Regions from separate parts of the Pan troglodytes genome. Here region 2 is linked to region 1. Evidence: chromatin contacts called from public Hi-C data. All regions are on one chromosome and are shown on one strand. Each heading gives the region's core, a stretch centred on a gene start, on an enhancer-like site or on the middle of the called end of the contact. The rest is flanking DNA. Distances are from core to core; before and after follow the strand shown.

Region 1 (2,951 bases), core at 258-2,757:
GACCCCATCTCAAAAAATAAAACATAAAAAAAAATTAAGACCGAGAGGCCAGCTTTGGTCTGGGTAACACTACCAGTTTGGGGTCTTCCACTCCCTCTAGCTGGAGAACCTCTGGGCAATCGCCCAGTGTGCAGGTGCTCTGTGCACCTGCCCTAATGACTCAGGTCTGGGAATGGACCATTTTCCAAGAGGCAGGCTCTACATTCAGTTTCTCAAACCCCTTGTGTCTTCCATTTCCTTGAAGTTTGTTCAATATTAGCCTAGGTGTGCCCTGAATAAAAGAAAATAGAAATTCATGGCATCATTTTGTCTTTACCTGAAAAAGAAAAACGATTTGAGTTGGTTTTCAAACAGGGCCAGAGGTCAGAAGTCGAAGGGCAACTTCCTTGCTGGGGCTGAGTCAGTGACTTCAACCTTCTCAGACCAGGGTTCAGCTGTGCACACCCTGCTTCCTGCAGGGAAGGAGTTGTTCTGGTAGAAAACAGTTTGGATTCTACAGGCCAGTGGTGCAATTCCAGCTCAGGAACTTGCTAGCTCCGAAGCAGTCATTCCTCCGTGTCTGACTTTGGGCGATGTATTTCACATTCTTCAGCCTGGTTTCCTGAACTGCACTGTTTGGGATGGAAAGGGCAGGAATATCAACCCAATGAGAATGGAGAGAAGTAGGACTCAGTGGCCTAACCTCACTAGACTACCTCAGGAAATGCTAAATTAATGTCAGCACTGCCGGCTGGGCATGGTGCCTCACAGCTGTAATCTCAACACTCTGGGAGGCTGAGGCAGGTGGATCGCTTGAGCCCAGGAGTTCAAGACTAACCTGGGCAACATACTGAAATCCCGCCTCTGCAGAAAATACAAAAATAGCCAGGCATAGTGGCATGTGCCTGTAGTCCCAGCTTCTCAGGAGGCTGGGGTGGGAGGATTGTTTGAGGTAGAGGTTGTAGTAAGCTGAGATGGCGCCCCTGCACTCCAGCCTGGGTGACAGAGTGAGACTCTGTCCTTAAAAAAAAAGGTTGGGATAGGGGGGTGGTCAGTGCTTTTCCTCTTCCCCTTGAAAGTAATGAGACAGATTTTCACCTGACTTTTTGGGAACACTAACCTGAAAGAGCAGTCACCAGGGGTCATATAAACAGGGTTTACGGCCCGATCATCTCACAAGCATATCCCAGAAAACTGGGATATATGTGTGTGGTTTCTAATCTTGAAACATAGGACAAGGCCAGGATGCCTCATACCCTGAAGAAGGGAAAAACTATAATCCCTGGTTCTGGATCAAGTCACAGGCTTTCTCCTCAGACCTCTGGGGAATGCTGGACTCTCTTCCTCTCCACAACACCCCACACATAAACACACTCAAAACACAGACAAATTCAGTATTCAGCTAATCCCTAAATATTCAAGGGAGCGACACACCAATCCACTGCAGAGAAGAGAAACACCACACTGGGTGCCAGGCTGTGAAGTTTAAAACCTTTCCCGGAGACATTTGTATTTTTCCCAAAAGGAGAGAGCCCTCTGCTGGTGAGTGGACACCGTGCTGGGGAAGGGTGACCGGACTGTCCACGTTAGTCACCCTTACCGGCTGTTTGCTCCTTTTCAGGCAGCAAATGTGTAAGTTATTACCAACTGGCTAAGTTTTCATCCGTGGCAGGAACAAATTCCAGTATTATTTAATGAATGTTGATGGTACAAAGCCCAAATCCCATAAAACCCTCTTGGCTGGACTGATTACAGTTTACTACAGCAAAAAGCGGGGATAAAGAGAGGATACAACAACTTTTTTCGGCTCTTCCATAGTTCATGGATAATCTCCTCGAAATGTTTCATGCAGACGGCTCTGCCCAGTATTTGGGCTGTAAAAACATCGTGTCAGACAGTTTGGAAGACGTTGTAAACAACCTAAATGTCCGTCAAAAGAAAATGAGTAGGTGAGTTATGGTGGATCCAAACAACGGAATACTATGCAGCTTTAAAAAAAATAGTGAGGAAGTTCATTCTGTAAGAATATAGAAAGATCGCCACATCGTTATGTTTGTGAAGGAAAAGCATAGAAACGATATGCATAATATACTGTCATTTGTGTAAGAAGGAGAAGATATGTTTGTGTTTGCTTCTACATGCATGAAGTATTTCTTACTTTTTTTTTTTTTTAACAGAGTCTTGCTCTGTCACCTGGGCTGAAGTGCAGTGGGGCGATCTTGGCTCTCTGCAAGCTCCACCTCCCGGGTTCACGCCATTCTCCTGCCTCAGCCTCCCAAGTAGCTGGGACTACAGGCACCCGCCACCACACCCGGCTAAATTTTTTTTGTATTTTTAGTAGAGACGGGGTTTCACCGTGTTAGCCAGGATGGTCTCGATTTACTGACCTTGTGATCCGCCCGCCTCGGCCTCCCAAAGTGCTGGGATTACAGCATAAAGTATTTCTAAAAGTTTGCCCAAAGAACTAATTCCAGTGGTTACATGTTTATAGGGGTGTGAGAACTGCAGGAATGGAGGACACAGGTGAGAAGAAACGTTCCACTTTGTTATATATTTCGACCTTTGATGTGACTATTTTAATCAAACATTAAGTAGTTTTTAAATGACAGCCAGAATGGGCATGAAGTTTCCTTTTACCCAACACTTTGATAACAGTTAACATTTATTTAGCACTTACTATGTGCCAGGCAACATGCTAAATGCCTTAGGTGTATTAACTCATTTATTTAACCCTCACAACTACCATATAAGGTAGGAACTATTCTTGTCATCCACATTCCAGAGACAAGGAAACTAAGGGACAGAGAGGTTATTTGCCCAGGTTCACACAGAGAAGGCCTCTCAGCAGGCTGACTCCAGATTTCTGCACCAACACCGTTCTATGCAGCTGCTCCAGAGAAATTATCTCCAACACAGTAAAGCTGATATCAGAGAATATTGTTGGCTAAAATTCCAGGAATCCTAAAGTTTGG
Region 2 (2,951 bases), core at 134-2,633, 500 kb before region 1:
TATTGTGTAGGGAGAGGTGGCTAACTCTCCTAAATCCTTCCACCCATGTTTTTAACTGAGCATGCTCTTGGATCACCACTAAAATGCATGGAGGAATTTAGGCTGTAATTTAGTAATGCCACTGTTTATAAAAGTAGAGAAACAATGAGAACACCATGGCATTAGCTTGGAGTAGGTTAAAAATTACTTTTCTGAAGCTTATCTACTAGAATGTTTATCTAAGCTATTTTTCATGGGACGTTTTAAAGACAATACCTTCCTTCAATAGCCATGACCTTGAATTCATTACATGGTGGAATTCTACTGCTTACTCTCTCCTAATTCTGAAAACCGGCCATATTCTTCAAGTGGGAGACTCATTTGTACAGTGCCAGGTGCTGATCTAGGCACTTCATATGAACTTTCTCCTTTAATCCTCAGTCTGTAAGGTAAATACCGTGATGAGAAATCTGATACTCAGAGTCAAGCAATACAGTGAGGAGACCCAGCTGACACACAAGTGGAGGCAGAATTTAAGCCTTGTCTAGTGGGCTCCAAAGTCGATGGTTCTACTGCAGCATGTTACCACCTACATGTCTATTTCTCAAAACAGCAACAAACAGAAAAACCCTAAGATAACACATCAAACATCCTAGTCATGGTTTTACAGAGTCTGGGTCCATATGCAGTATTTGAACAGATAAACTGGTTTCTAGTATGTTGGCAAGGAAGGGGCAATCTTGCAAAGTGGATAGATCTAATCTGATTGTAAGGTGACTGAAATAACCAGACACCAGCCTCAGGGAGCCACATTGCCAGTCCAGTTGTTTGCCTAATTTTAACCAGTGAATGAAGAAGATCCAATCCATTGGTTGACACTTAACTGCTGTTGATAGGGCTGAGAGGAAGAAAAACAAGTCCGTCCCCTCTCTTATATACCATCCTGTCCCCCAGTGCAATCTGAGTGCTGTGTAAATTTGGCAAAGGGATGTTTAGACAGCAAAGGTTATCAACAAAATGGTTATGGGCCAAGGGAATTTCACTGAATAACCCTATGGCTGGGAGTGACACTGGAATTAATTGTCTCCTAGTGTCCTGAAGAGTAGGCTTCCTAGGATGGTCTCCTTTTTTATGGTGATGGTAATCTTTTTATTATTTTTCACGGTGGGTGATTCATTAAAAGAACAACTAAATGCAATTCAATTTCTAGGCCTTTGTAAGGTTTTTGGGTTTGGTTTTTGTTTTTTAACATGAACCAGAGTTCTTTTTTCCATCTCAGCTCTGTGAAAATGCCAACTGTGTGATTCTGAGCAAGTCGCCTAATCTCACTAGGGCTCAGTTTCTTCTCTGTAAGAGAGGGATCCACTATGTGACCCCTAAGGTCCCTTCTTGCTTTCAAGTCAAACTGATTCAGATGTTATTAACTGACTAGTGCCCTCTACAGGCAACTTCCTCCACCGTGTAAGAATCCAGGAAGAGGATATTTGCAAAATTCTCTTATTATATTTAATGTTGTGACTTAGTGTGCAACATAATATTTTGTTATGTAATGAACCATGCTCTGAAGCAAATAAAAATGTTAGATTTCATCTAGACCTAATTTTACAGATAAAGAATATGAGGACCACCATGGCTGGGAACTTTTCCAGTTCCTTTGGGATAAGGCTGGGGCTTGGTTACAAATCCCTGATATTCAGCTTAATAGTGTCCAGTAGTGACCTTTCTGGTCTTTTATGGTTTTCTTCAAAACTCTCTTTCCTTCACTTCTCAGATAACATTGGAACTCAGCATTTTCTAAATTTTCTATGTATTTACTATCCTTAACAGTTGATAAACTGTGGATTTTTCCACTAGAGTGGGAAATGGCTGTGTAGAAGTTGCCTGGTAATGATGTGAGCACCTCCTGTGAGGGTTACTTTCTTGCAACCTTTCCTGCTACTGATGGGAAGGTCCCTTACTGACATTGCTAGTGGAAAATGTATGCATGCTCAATATCTGATTGATTCACTTTTAGTTCAAGGACTGCAAAAATTTTTAATCCTTCATGCGGAGACCTACTCAGAAGTTGGGACACACTATTCATTTCTAAGGTGGAGGACGTAGAAAAAATGTCCTGGACAGCTTTCAGTGAAAATCTGGGTCTGCTTAAGCCTGCTTTAAAATTTTCTAAAATGAATTCATGTTTTAATTTTTATTATTACAAAAGCAGCATTTGTGCCTTGTCGAAAGTTATAAATTCAGATAAAGAAAAATAAGAAAACGATAGCACCATATTCCTACCACCCATAGATTACCACTGTTAACACCTGTGTGTATATCCTTAAAGCTTTTTCTATGCGTGTATAAATATACATATACATATTTTTACCAAAATGAGATCATGTTGTACATGCTGTTTGTAACCTGCTTTTTTTAGTTAATGATCTCCATCTTTCCTTGCCAATAAATTTTCATCTTATCTAAAACCCAGTCTGTATTCAAATTCCTCCTGCTCGTCCCCAAAAATGTCCTTTCCAGTTGGTTTGTCCAAACCGAACTCAAACCTAGGGCCCTGCATTGCATCTAGTATTATGTCCCTTAAAGCTCTTTAATCTAGCATGGTTTCTTCCCTCCTTTTATTATTTTTTTCATGAAACTCCTTGTTGAAAAAAACAGGGAAGCTTTCTTTTGTTTTTTTCTCTTTCAGATTTTGTTCTTTACATAAACCAGATTTTTTTTTTTAAATTGCCCAACTTTTTGCTGTATCTTCACCTGCAAGAGATACTGCCTTAATGGTATGACAGATGGTCAACTGCTGAAATGTAAAGCTTTTCGTCTAAAATGAAATCTGTAAACCTGCTCAAAAGCCTGGAAAACATCTCTATTTTTCTTTAAGTTTCCCCTCTGCCTGTCCCTCCAGCCCAGAACAAAGGATAATCAGTCAAAACTTGTGTCAGGCCCTATGATAAGCTATAGTGGTGAACCAAACAGCC

Evidence for each region. Hi-C and Micro-C count contacts between places; a contact is called where the count stands out from the background.
Region 2: a contact with region 1 is called in a Hi-C map of induced pluripotent stem cells, with 2.0 times the contacts expected there. The contact joins two enhancer-like sites. A contact is called at or near these places in 2 of 7 Hi-C or Micro-C datasets (induced pluripotent stem cells and stem cell-derived neural progenitor cells).

The regions. Positions count from the first base shown.
Region 1 is chr4:45,689,302-45,692,252 of NHGRI_mPanTro3-v2.0_pri, reverse strand. LOC104006414 (a long non-coding RNA gene) reads right to left here. Exons shown (of 9, transcript XR_008548232.2): 5 at 317-611. Among named protein-coding and RNA genes, the nearest start is that of SLC30A5, 130 kb to the right of the region's middle. Within about 2 kb of position 1,507, at least 7 of the 24 cell types and tissues checked have an H3K27ac peak or open chromatin away from gene starts, as enhancers often do. A contact at or near this core is called in induced pluripotent stem cells, where this site is marked.
Region 2 is chr4:46,189,838-46,192,788 of NHGRI_mPanTro3-v2.0_pri, reverse strand. No RefSeq gene overlaps it. Among named protein-coding and RNA genes, the nearest start is that of PIK3R1, 270 kb to the left of the region's middle. Within about 2 kb of position 1,383, at least 2 of the 24 cell types and tissues checked have an H3K27ac peak or open chromatin away from gene starts, as enhancers often do. A contact at or near this core is called in induced pluripotent stem cells, where this site is marked.